Regions from separate parts of the Sus scrofa genome. Here regions 1 and 3 are each linked to region 2. The links are chromatin contacts, called in public targeted proximity ligation maps. All regions are on one chromosome and are shown on one strand. The core of a region is the stretch at or near the end of the contact, and the rest is flanking DNA. Distances in the headings are between cores, read along the strand shown. Region 1 has its middle 53 kb from the start of ARHGAP29. Region 2 overlaps ABCA4 (retinal-specific ATP-binding cassette transporter). Region 3 overlaps LOC102161380 (a long non-coding RNA gene).

What was found.
Region 1: a contact with region 2 is called in a targeted proximity ligation map of skeletal muscle. A contact is called at or near these places in 1 of 47 Hi-C or Micro-C datasets (heart right ventricle) and 1 of 2 datasets of targeted methods (skeletal muscle).
Region 3: a contact with region 2 is called in a targeted proximity ligation map of skeletal muscle. A contact is called at or near these places in 1 of 47 Hi-C or Micro-C datasets (mesenchymal stem cells) and 1 of 2 datasets of targeted methods (skeletal muscle).

The regions. Positions count from the first base shown.
Region 1 is chr4:123,026,922-123,030,588 of Sscrofa11.1, forward strand. No RefSeq gene overlaps it. Among named protein-coding and RNA genes, the nearest start is that of ARHGAP29, 53 kb to the right of the region's middle.
Region 2 is chr4:123,281,719-123,285,161 of Sscrofa11.1, forward strand. It overlaps ABCA4 (retinal-specific ATP-binding cassette transporter), which reads left to right. Exons shown (of 51, transcript XM_021090184.1): 19 at 688-862; 20 at 2,434-2,565; 21 at 3,421-3,443. Among named protein-coding and RNA genes, the nearest start is that of ABCA4, 81 kb to the left of the region's middle.
Region 3 is chr4:123,063,764-123,067,620 of Sscrofa11.1, forward strand. LOC102161380 (a long non-coding RNA gene) reads right to left here. Exons shown (of 4, transcript XR_303244.3): 3 at 1,106-1,189. Among named protein-coding and RNA genes, the nearest start is that of ARHGAP29, 16 kb to the right of the region's middle.

The sequences.
Region 1 (3,667 bases), core at 1,055-3,554, 250 kb before region 2:
CACATTTATGCCTGTGTCCTCATTTAATCCCTACATCACTATTTTATTGTGGTAAAATAACATATATAACATAAAATTTACTGTTTTAAACTTTTCTTTTTTTGTCTTCTTTTTTTTTTTTTTTTTTTTTTAATGGCAGCACCTATTGGCATATGGAGGTTCCCAGGCTAGGGGTCTAATCAGAGCTGTAGCCACCAGTCTATGCCACAGCCACAGCAACATGGGATCCGAGCCACATCTGTGACCTACGCCACAGCTCATGGTAATGCTGGATCCTTAACCCACTGAGCGAGGCCAGGGATCGAACCCACAACCTCATGGTTCCTAGTCGGATTCATTTCCAGTGCGCCACGACGAGAACTCCTGTTTTAACCATTTTTAAGTATACAGTTCAGTACCATTCAGTACATTCACCGTGTTGTGCAACCATTCCCACCATCCATCTCTCCAGCTCCAGAGCTTTTCTTGGCTTCTCAAAGCAAAACTCCACATACATTAAAAAATAACTCCCATTCCCAGGTTCCAGGCCCTTCTACTTTTTGTCTCTGTGAATTTGACTCTTCTAGATGTTTCATATAAGTGTGTCTGGTTTATTTTACTTGGCACAGCATCTTCAAGGCTCACCCATGTTTTAGCATTTGCCAGAATTTTCTTCCCTTTTAAGGATGAACACTATTGCACTGAGTGTTTTTTTTGTTTGTTTGTTTTGTTTTGTTTTCATTTTTTGGGGGGAGGGCTGCACCTGCTGCATACGGAAGTTCCCAAGTTAGGAGTCTAATCGTAGCTACAGCTGCCGGCCTACACCACAGCCAGAGCAACGTAGGATCTGAGCTCATGGCAACCCCGGATCCTTAACCCACTGACCTAGGCCAGGGATCAAACCCACATCCTCGTGGATACTAGCAGGGTTCTTAACCAGCTGAGTCACCATGGGAACGCCCCCACTGAGTGTCTTACATCACTGTTTCATAGAAAGAAATTTGGACCTAAAGAGGTTAACTTGTCCAAAATAACGTAGCTGGTCAAAGAGAGAGGTGGGGTTTGGACAAAAGCGATCTGATTCCATAGTTCATCCTCCTTTCCCCTGACATCCTGCCTCATGTAGGGAAAGGCCCTGCCACTCCGCCTGGCCCAGGGTGGCTGCCAGGAAGAGAGCCGATTGTTCTTGATGATCTAGCACCACTTCGGCTCATCTCGGTAATGCAGTCCCTCTTTTCCTTGGGGAACTCTCTCTGTGATTGCACCCACTCTCCTGCATACAAGGGCTACAGGTTGAGCATGTTACTCAGGCCGGGCCAATCAGAGTCTTCCCTCTTCCCCCAACAAGGATTATCCAGGGATGGTTAGATGGGTGCCATCAGAGTCCACCCTGGTGGTGAGGCAGGGGTCCTGCCTGTCCATCTTAAGCTTAAGCAAGAAGGTGGTGAGAGAGGTGGCATCCTGAGCATTCATGTGACCCCTGGATTTAAGCATGTGCAAAGCCAACCAGCCCCATCAACTTCCCAGACACATGATCCAATTTATTCCTAGTTTTGCTTTTAGCTAAGCAGAATTGAATTTCTCTAACTTGTAAGGGGAAGAAACCTAATTCGCTGGATCCAATGGTCCCCATGGGAATGGGAAGGAAGAAACTAACAAGAACATTGCCAAGGTGTGTGGTGCGAGGAAAAGGGTCCTTCTGAAGTTTGGATACTAAAGAAGTTGCTATTTTGGGTATGGAAGAGGAAATTACAGAACTCCCAGGAGTCTTGATTGCTAGTTAGCTTCCAAAGGTAAAATGCACATTATTTATGATTACTGAATACTTCATCCCCTTCCAGAACCTTAAACTCATGAAGCGCTCAGGGTCTGATTGGGATAGGACTTCTGGACACTGACCTTTATCCTCCATTCCTACTTAGGAATCCACTCATTAATCTGCTCATTCATTTATGTAACTCAAACTTGCTGAGCGCTTACCATATGTCAGGTACTGCGCTAGGTGCTAAAGATAAAACATGGTCCCCTCTCTTTATAATCGAGTGAAGAAAAGAGGCATCGAGTGGATTCCCACACAGATGAGTATAATTAGAAATTGTGTTACAAAGAAAATGGAATTTCCTAAGAGGTATGTTGGGAGCATCAATTTCGATGGAGCAGAGCGAGGACAGCAGGGAACAGCTTCTCTCGGGAAATAACGTTTAGGCTAAGGCCTGGCTGGGGGAGAGAGGTCAACCCTGAAATGAAAAGGAGAGGTGGGGCCTGGAGCAGTTAGTCTCACCTACCAGAGGAAACAAGTGATTCACCCACCAGGAATGTGTGGCAGGAAGGCTTGAAACGGTCTTTGAAGTGGAGCTACCCAGGCCATAGAGAGGCCCTGGAACGTACATTAGCCATTGCAGGGCTCCCCCTCCCTCCCCGTTGCCTGCTGTCCAGTTCCCTTTCAGCGACTCTGCTCATTCATTCATTCAGTGCTTCACTCTTTCAGGAAATATTTATGGGATGCCCTCTGGTGGGGGGCATTATTCTAAATGATGCGGGTTCATGAGAAGGAAGACACGCTCTGCTCTGGTCTGGTTCTCAGCAGGAAGGCAGAAGCCTGGGGGGGGGGGGGCTCTTCCTCAAACGTCTCCCAGAGACACCCAGTTCTTTCCTCCAGGGAGCCGTTGGACCCAGGCTTCTGGGCGTGGTGCTAAGCCTTCCTTCTCGCGGCACTCACCCCCAGCAGACATGTACACTTTCATTTCTCCACAGAGACGTGAATCTCCTCCTTGGAGCAGGAGTGAAGCTCCTTTATCCGCAGAGCACTGAGAAGGAGATCACGTGGGGAAACAGGGCAGAATGACACCCCGCAGCGGGGCTGCCGGGCCCTCCAGATAAACATAAGAAGGTCATCCAAACACAGGAAGGCCACGTCCCCTTCCCTTGTCCTTTACCCCTCCCCTTCCTCCCTCTGGCTCCCTTATCCCCAGAGGGTGGGCCCAGCCTTTCCCAAAGTTTATTCTGAGAGCTCCAGGCTCCCGCAGTGGAACGTGCAGCGGACATGGGAATACAGCGGCCCAGCCAACAGGGAAAACAAAACTATAAACGGAGAGGTTTAATAGATTCCTTTCTCTCTCCCCCTCAAAGTTTTAGCAGACATTTCTCCTACTACTGCTTTTACCATTCTTGATATGTCAGCCCTTCCAGGAAGGAGGCCATCTGATGTTTATTGCATTTGTCAGCAAACATTTTGCACAGAAAAAGTTCAGGTATTTCTTAGGATCTCAGAGCCACTGACTTGGTCCAATAAACAAATGCGATACAATGTTAGGAAGCAAAGTCCAGAAAGCCTTGCATCTCAAACCCTGACCATGAGTTTGACTAGGGCACAAATAACACTAAAACTGAAGGGGAAATTTTATAAGGGTAAATTTCCTTTAAACCCACTATTGGGATGTTGTAAATAAGTAGGACCCCCGAGCCCATAAATAGGAAGTCTTTTGATCTTTAGTAAAAGATCATATTCTGATCAAAACAGTAGTGAACATACAAGGTTTGGATTTTATTCTCTACTTAGGAGTGAAAAGGTTAGTACTGCAGGATTTTGTGCCTCAATGATTATAAACCAGCATTTGTGATGAAACCTTCAGTACTAAATTCAAAACAAACAGAGCGTTTGAAAGCAGAGCATAACGGTGACCTTTCT
Region 2 (3,443 bases), core at 278-2,777:
GGCAGGGCTCGGGGAAGGGCTGCGGGAGTAGAGTAGCGGAGGGACAGTTTGAGGGACATGAGGGGGAAGCGTGGACTGTCCTCCCCAGTTAACGGGCGAAACTCTGGAGCTCCGAGGAGCGAGCCGTCACCGTCAAAGAGGTTTAGGCCAAGGTGGCTCAGAGAAAGGCAGCTCTGAGAGTGGGCATGGGAGAGTCTGAAGGAAACTACTGCTTGGGGAGGACGATGAGAAACCTGAGCTGTTACAAGAAATCCACCAGGAAAGGCCCAGCAGCCTCAGACAGGAGGGCCTGGGACTGAAGGCTGAGCTTCGGGCTGACCCCACACAGACAGGGCGCGCTCTGGGTTGGCATGAATCCCAGCGCTGCCACTCAGAAGCCACGTGACCTTGACTGGCCTCTTGAAGCCTCGGTCTTCAGTTTCCTCATCTGTAGAACTGGGCATAGGGCTGTCTAGTTCCCTAGGGCTGTTTTAAGGGTGAAATGAGGAAATCCATACAAAGCACTTGAAGCAATGCCTGGCTGAGTAACTGCTCAGTAAATGGCAGCCGTGATTATCCGCATCATTCTGCAGTCTTTCTGACAAAGACCTAGGGCCGTGGGGGCCCAAGACAGTAGGCTGAAGAAAGAACCTTGGGGATGTGTTCATTAAAACGGTGTATTTACACCATGTCCGTTTTTCCAACAAGAGTGCTTCTTCGAACGCGAGCTCCCGGGCTTGGTCCCCGGCGTGTGCGTGAAGAATCTGGTAAAGACTTTTGAGCCCTATGGCCGGCCGGCCGTGGACCGCCTGAACATCACCTTCTACGAAAACCAGATCACCGCCTTCCTCGGCCACAACGGAGCGGGGAAAACTACCACCTTGTGAGTGAGTCTCTTGTTTTCTGGCTCCATCCTTCCTCTGAGCGCCGCCGTCTCCTCTGTCGCACTGCCTCTCGGTGATGAAAATGCGCTCGACGTCTGGGCGCCAGGAGAGTGTAAGGCTCACCGCAGTTTTCAGCGTTTACAGGCACCTTTGCTTTTCTTTGATGGTCACATGAAGTTGAAGCGGGAGGTGGCGTCGCAGGGTTATCGCCCCCTTTGTGTGCCAGGGGAGTGGACATCCAGAGAGCTGAAGTGACTTTCCCAAGGTCACCAAGTTGGAATGGTTCTGCGGGGACAAGAGCCAGGTCCTCCCGCAATTGTCTCTGGTCTCTGATGCCAGCCCCACTCCCGCCTTTTCAGCCCTGCCGTCGTGGTGGTGGTCAAGCCGTGGCCACACCATCCCATGCCTCCAGCTACAGAGCACTCCTTACCTTCAAAGAGCGCTGCTTTTCGCACCCAGAAGGCTCGGTAGTAGTTCTGGAGGAGGTTAAGGGATGCAGTCTCCAGAGGGGCTGTGGGGGAGACCTCAGCCCCAGAAGCCCCTCTGCTTTTAGAAGGGGCCGAGCGCCATCTGCTGGAAGGAAACGTGACAGCCAAGGTTTCCCAAGCCGCAGCTGGGGGGCCCCCTCGAGGGTCAGGGAACCCACGTGAACGCCTCTTACAGAGCCCCAGGAAGGAACAGCGGTGTCCACCCTGCACTGGAATGTTCTCTGAGTGGAATGTGGGGCTGGGCCATTACACTTGCTTCTGTTTCCCTCTAGTGGTTGATCAGCAGACAAGTTCAGAGGGCCTGCGAGGGTGTCTGACCTCGGGCCAGACTGGGAGGGGCAGCCGCCACCCAGCTAATTTCTCTCCTTGTCACCTAACACGGTCAGAGAGCCCGACGCCCCATTCAGGACCCCGAGGCAGACACATTGCTTCATGACCGTGAAATGCAGTGTTGCTGGGGCTGAAACACAATGTTTCATAAACGTAGCATGATGGTGTTGAGTTGTTCTTCCTGCGGGCACAGTTCTCTGTGCCTTGTACGTATTAGCCCTGTTTAACCCTCACAACCACCCCATGAGGTGAGAGTCACATTCTCATTTTACCAGAAAAACGTGGTGGGAACCCCCAGGTCTAGCCTCAATCTGTTAATCTACAAATACACCCTGGACGCCTGGGCTTCTCACCAAGGCCTTGCCCTCTGACGTGGTGACACCAGACAAAACCCGTGTCTGACTGCCTTTGCCGGAGCCCCTGCAGCCCTGGGAGCAGTGACGGCTGAGCGGGGGAGGGATCTCCGGAGCAAGCGAGCCTTGGGCAGCCGGGAATCCTGCCTGCGAGCACTAGGAATAAGTGAGGCAGAGAAGAAGGGTGGATGTGGTCACGGCCTAAGGGCCTGGATGCGCACACAGGGGCTGAGTCCCACGGGTGCCAAGTCCCACGCGGGCCGGTCGGTTCCTGAAGCTCGGGATGGTCTGGCTCACTGAGGGGCATGGGCGGGCATCACTGAGGGCCCTCACCCACCCTGGGGTGGAGGCTGCTATCCCAAGGCCATCCTTTCCGTCACTGACTCCTGCATGTGGCAGGTCCATCATGACAGGTCTGTTGCCACCGACATCCGGGACCGTGCTCGTTGGGGGAAAGGACATCGAAACCAGCCTGGATGCCATCCGGCAGAGCCTGGGCTTGTGTCCACAGCACAACATCCTGTTCCACCAGTAAGTGGGGTGGGAGTGAGACCCGCCCTATGCCCTGCCCTCACCCTGCCCCCAGCAGCAGGTGCTCCAGGGCCCAGCTTAGGGACGCCCGCTCTGGGGGCAGGAGGCGACACTCTTCTTTGTTGTCCCCCACATTCAAGGTCCCCTATCCTGCTTGTGGTGAAAATGTCCCTTAGAACACGGGACTGTGCCTCCGGGGCTCTTCCTGCTCACAAGAGCGATGCTGCCATCTCTGCGTCGGGGAGGCGGGTCCCGGGTCCCTTGCTCCGTCTTGCCCAGAAGTCTGGTCCCTCTCAGGATCAGAGAGGAGACATCACGCACTGACTTTTAGGAAGCTTTTCAGTGGCTCTTTTCCAAAATGCGTTTCTTATCTAAAAGGAAGGAGGGAAGAAAGGAAGGAAATATAGATTACAGCAACAACAGAGTCGCCTCTAATTTCACCCCCCAGAGAGAACCACTGTTATGTGTAATTTTTCAGACCTTTCTGTTACGCATGTGTAGATGTACATACATCTTTAAAATGTAAACTCTGTGTATATGCTGTATGTACCCTGCTATTTTTTTAAGCGTGATGGCTTTTTTTAACCTACGATATCATGAACACCTTTTCATGCTATTACATTTTCTTCTACAAAGTACGTGTTGATGTATACAGACCAGTCCGTTGTATGATGCGCTATTTAAGCCGTCCCCTCGTAGATATTTTCGCAAGGTCAGGTTTTTCGGTCTTGTTTTTTTCTGTTACGACATCGTGATCGCTAAAGCTTTGTGCTGGCCCTCGATCACGTCTCTAAGGTAAATTGCTAGAAGTGGGCGTGCTGAGCAGCCTGCCTTTCTCGCCGCCCGTCCCTGTAGCCTCACCGTGGCCGAGCACATCC
Region 3 (3,857 bases), core at 763-3,262, 220 kb before region 2:
TTTAAAAATTGGAATTTGCTGGCTACATTAAAAAAAAAAAAAATCCAAAGATGTCCTTTAACCCCCAAATTTCTGGCCTGAAAAATCAAAAGACCAGCACTATAATACCTAAATTTTCCAATGGCTAGGGTGCCCATATATTGCATCATACAAATGGGCACACTTTGACAGTGAGAAGAGACTCTATTAATAATTATGCCTGAACAGCAGGCATTAACAGAATCTGCCTGAGGCAAATCAGGGTACGTAGTTGGTCACCTGCCCATGACCTCACTGATCTGTGCCAAGTAAGAATAAATGCCTCCCGCACAGGGTCTGACTCTCTCAGTTTGCCCCTACCTCTAGGGTTTTGAGATTTCAACTTCTCTTTTAACACTTTTGTATATTACACCTAGAAATTAGTCCTCCATCACCAGCATCGTACACCTCTGATCTGGGCTTCTATCATCTTCCTTCTCCAAGAGGGAACGAGTGTGGGGTGAGTGAGTCATGGATCAGTGCATACACTGGACTTCATTCAGGTGCTATCACAGATTCTGACAGAATTGCCAATAGCATAGTGACACCTATGTAATGTCAGTAACACTTGATCACCATTCGGTGTCTTGTTAATTCATCCTTCTCTGCATCTGTAGAGCATTTATCATTGGGCTATGCCACATGTGTCACAATAATTATCTGTAGACATTACAAGATTCTTGAAATGCATTCTGAATCATACAAGGATTGATTTGAGAGGAATATTAAACAAATTCTCTGAAGATTCTTAATTTTCAAGGAGTTCCCATTGCACGAATAGACTGTATTTTAAAAGTTTGCCAGAAAGTCTAGCATAAAGAATCCAAAGGCAAATTCCATAGAAATAATGTTGTTGCCTCCCTACCCTACACACATAAATACCCCCCAATAAAACATATGTATTATAAAATAAGTATATTATAGAATAACTAAAGATGAGTACTGGATCCGAATCTACTATCCTGGGTGTTCGTAGTTGGAACTCTTTATTCATGTAAGGAAAAGTATCTTCTAAAAATTCTTTTTTAAAAAATACTCATTCTTTAGGAATTCTGAAGCAAGGCCAGTGGTGGAAGAAGTAACTTACTGAGATTTTGAGGCCAGTTTCCTCTTCTGCCCATTTGCATTGGCAAAATGTTTATTCATACAGCATTTGTGGGAGAGGTATAACCTGTATAATAAATATTGAAGTGTTTTACAGAAGCAGACTCATGGACATAGAGGAGAGACTTGTGGTTGCCAAGGGGGAGGGGGAGGGAGTGGGATGGATGAGGAGTTTGAGGTTAGTAGATGCAAACTATTACATTTAGAATGGAAAAGCAACGAGATCCTACTGTGTAGAAGAAACTGGCACAACATCGTAGATCAACTATACTTTGATTAAAAATTTTTTTGGAATAAATATTGAAGTCTTTTATTACCTAGAATACTTGATGAATACAGAAAATGCTGCTTGTTGATCAAAGTGGATTATTTGAAAATGAGTGTGGGATAGGACTATTTAGAGCTGGTGGGTGTATTGGAAAGAGTCCTACTTGAGACAGGTGACCTCGCTTGAGTTCAATCTCTGTTGAATTTTGGGTAAATAGCTTACTCTCATTAAGATACAGCTTTCTTATCAGAAATCTGAATGAGAATGATGACAATAATTCATTTTTCACAGGCATTTTTGAAGATAAATTGAGATAATGTTGTTTTGTATACTATGAAATGCTAAAGAACCAAAAATAATAGAAAAGTAAATGAATGCTTATCAAGCTCTTATGAATAACCACGCACAGTGATGGAATTACTATTATTAGCTAGCCACCAATACTACTGGCAACTAGACTGACTTACTATTTTAAGAAGCAGTATCCTTAAAATTGCCACTCTCAAGCCTTTCTCTACTGGATACAAATGAAGACGCCAGGGCATCCTTCCACTCTGGGCAGAAACCAGTCGGCCTCCTCCCACTGAAAATACTCACAGAACACCAGGCTTGTAAACATCCTGCCTTCTGATTTTAATGATAATATTACAATGGATGTGATGCTGCATCCTGGCCTACACCCCAGAGTAGGAGTGGCATTGACTCACTGTAACTCGTGAGTATTATAAAGAAGAAATGGCCCACTTAAATGGATAATGGCAACTTTCAGCCACACTGGGACTTAATATTTCTATGGGGTAGGGGAAGGCAATGGTCTCAGGTCCAACTAGAACCCATTAATGGTTCTAATAATAGTGAATCCATTATTATTTGATTCCTAGGACCTAAATGGTATTGTCTTACGGGCTAGGTTGTTATGGCTGCCATCACAAAGTTCTACAGACTGGGGGGCTTAATAGAAATGTATTTTCTCACAATTCTGAAAGCTAAAAGTCTGAGATCATGGTTGGTTTCTTCTTTTTTTGTTTTGCTTTTTTGGTTTTTTGTCTTTTGTCCTTTTTAGGGCTGCACCCGTAGCATACGGAGGTTCCTAGGCTAGGGGTCTAATCAGAGCTATAGCTGCCGGCCTACATCACAGCCACAGCAACACCAGATCCAAGCCACATCTGCGACGTACACCACAACTCATGGCAACGCGGGATTCTGGACCCACTGAGCGAGGCCAGCGATCGAACCCAAAACCTCATGGTTCCAAGTCAGATTCGTTTCCACGGCGCCATGACGGACACTCCGGTTGGTTTCTTCTTAGGCATCATGTAGACGGCTGTCTTTTCTGTGACTTTGCATGGTCTAGACCTGGTCTCCCTGTCTTCACATGGTCTGAGAGTGTCTATGTCCTAATCTTCTCTTCTTATAAGGATTCCGGTCATACTGGATTAGAGCCTACACGAACGGCCTCATTTGGACTTAAATACCCCTCGAAAGACCCTCTCTCCAAATACAGTCACATTCTGAGGTACTGGAGGTTGGGACTTCAACATATAAATTTTGAGGGCACAAAATTCAGCCCCCAACACTTTGATAAGTCAGTGATCTGCTTTGTTCTCAAGGAAATTTCCCCGTAATCTCTATTTCCTTTACCTTTTCCTCCTCCCCACAGTCCTGCCCCACCCCACCACCAAAGCCACCTATTTACCTGCAGAACTACGAAAAGCCCCTTCCATTTTCCTTGCACTTCAATCACTGCTTCATAAATACAACATCGCCACTGGCATTGGCAGCTCCCTTACCCTGACTTGTTGATGTCCTCTGTGAAACATGTCTCTGTGGAAATACCAGTTCTCCTAAAATCCCCTGTCCCTTGACCCATGTGCTATTTTTCCAATGTTTTAGTCCCTAAGGAACTCCAAGGTTTATATCAAGACTTCTTGTCTACTAGTCCATTCATTTCCTTAGATTCTGCTTTCTTGTAAGCTTATTTTGTCTTTTTGCCATTTCTTGGGCCGCTCCCATGGCATATGGAGGTTCCCAGGCTAGGGGTCGAATCGGAGCTGTAGCCAGCGGCCTACGCCAGAGCCACAGCAACACGGGATCCGAGCCACGTCTGCAACCTACACCACAGCTCATGGCAACGCCGGATCCTTAACTCACTGAGCAAGGCCAGGGATCGAACCCTCAACCTCATGGTTCCTAGTCGGATTCGTTAACCACTGAGCCACGACAGGAACGCCTATTTTGTCTTTTAATAACTTTTCCAGAATGGAGCTGTTTTTCTTGGTTCTTAGTTATTACTCAGAAGGAAGACACTAGCAGTCAGCTTGATATTGTTCATTCTAAGAGGATTTTCTTTATCTATTCACAGGACAAATCTAAAGTGTGTTTCACCTTGCAGCCCAGTTCAGGCTAATTCCTAAGCAAGGCAACTGTCTGTCTTGATACCAGGCTAATTCCTAAGCAAGGCAACTGA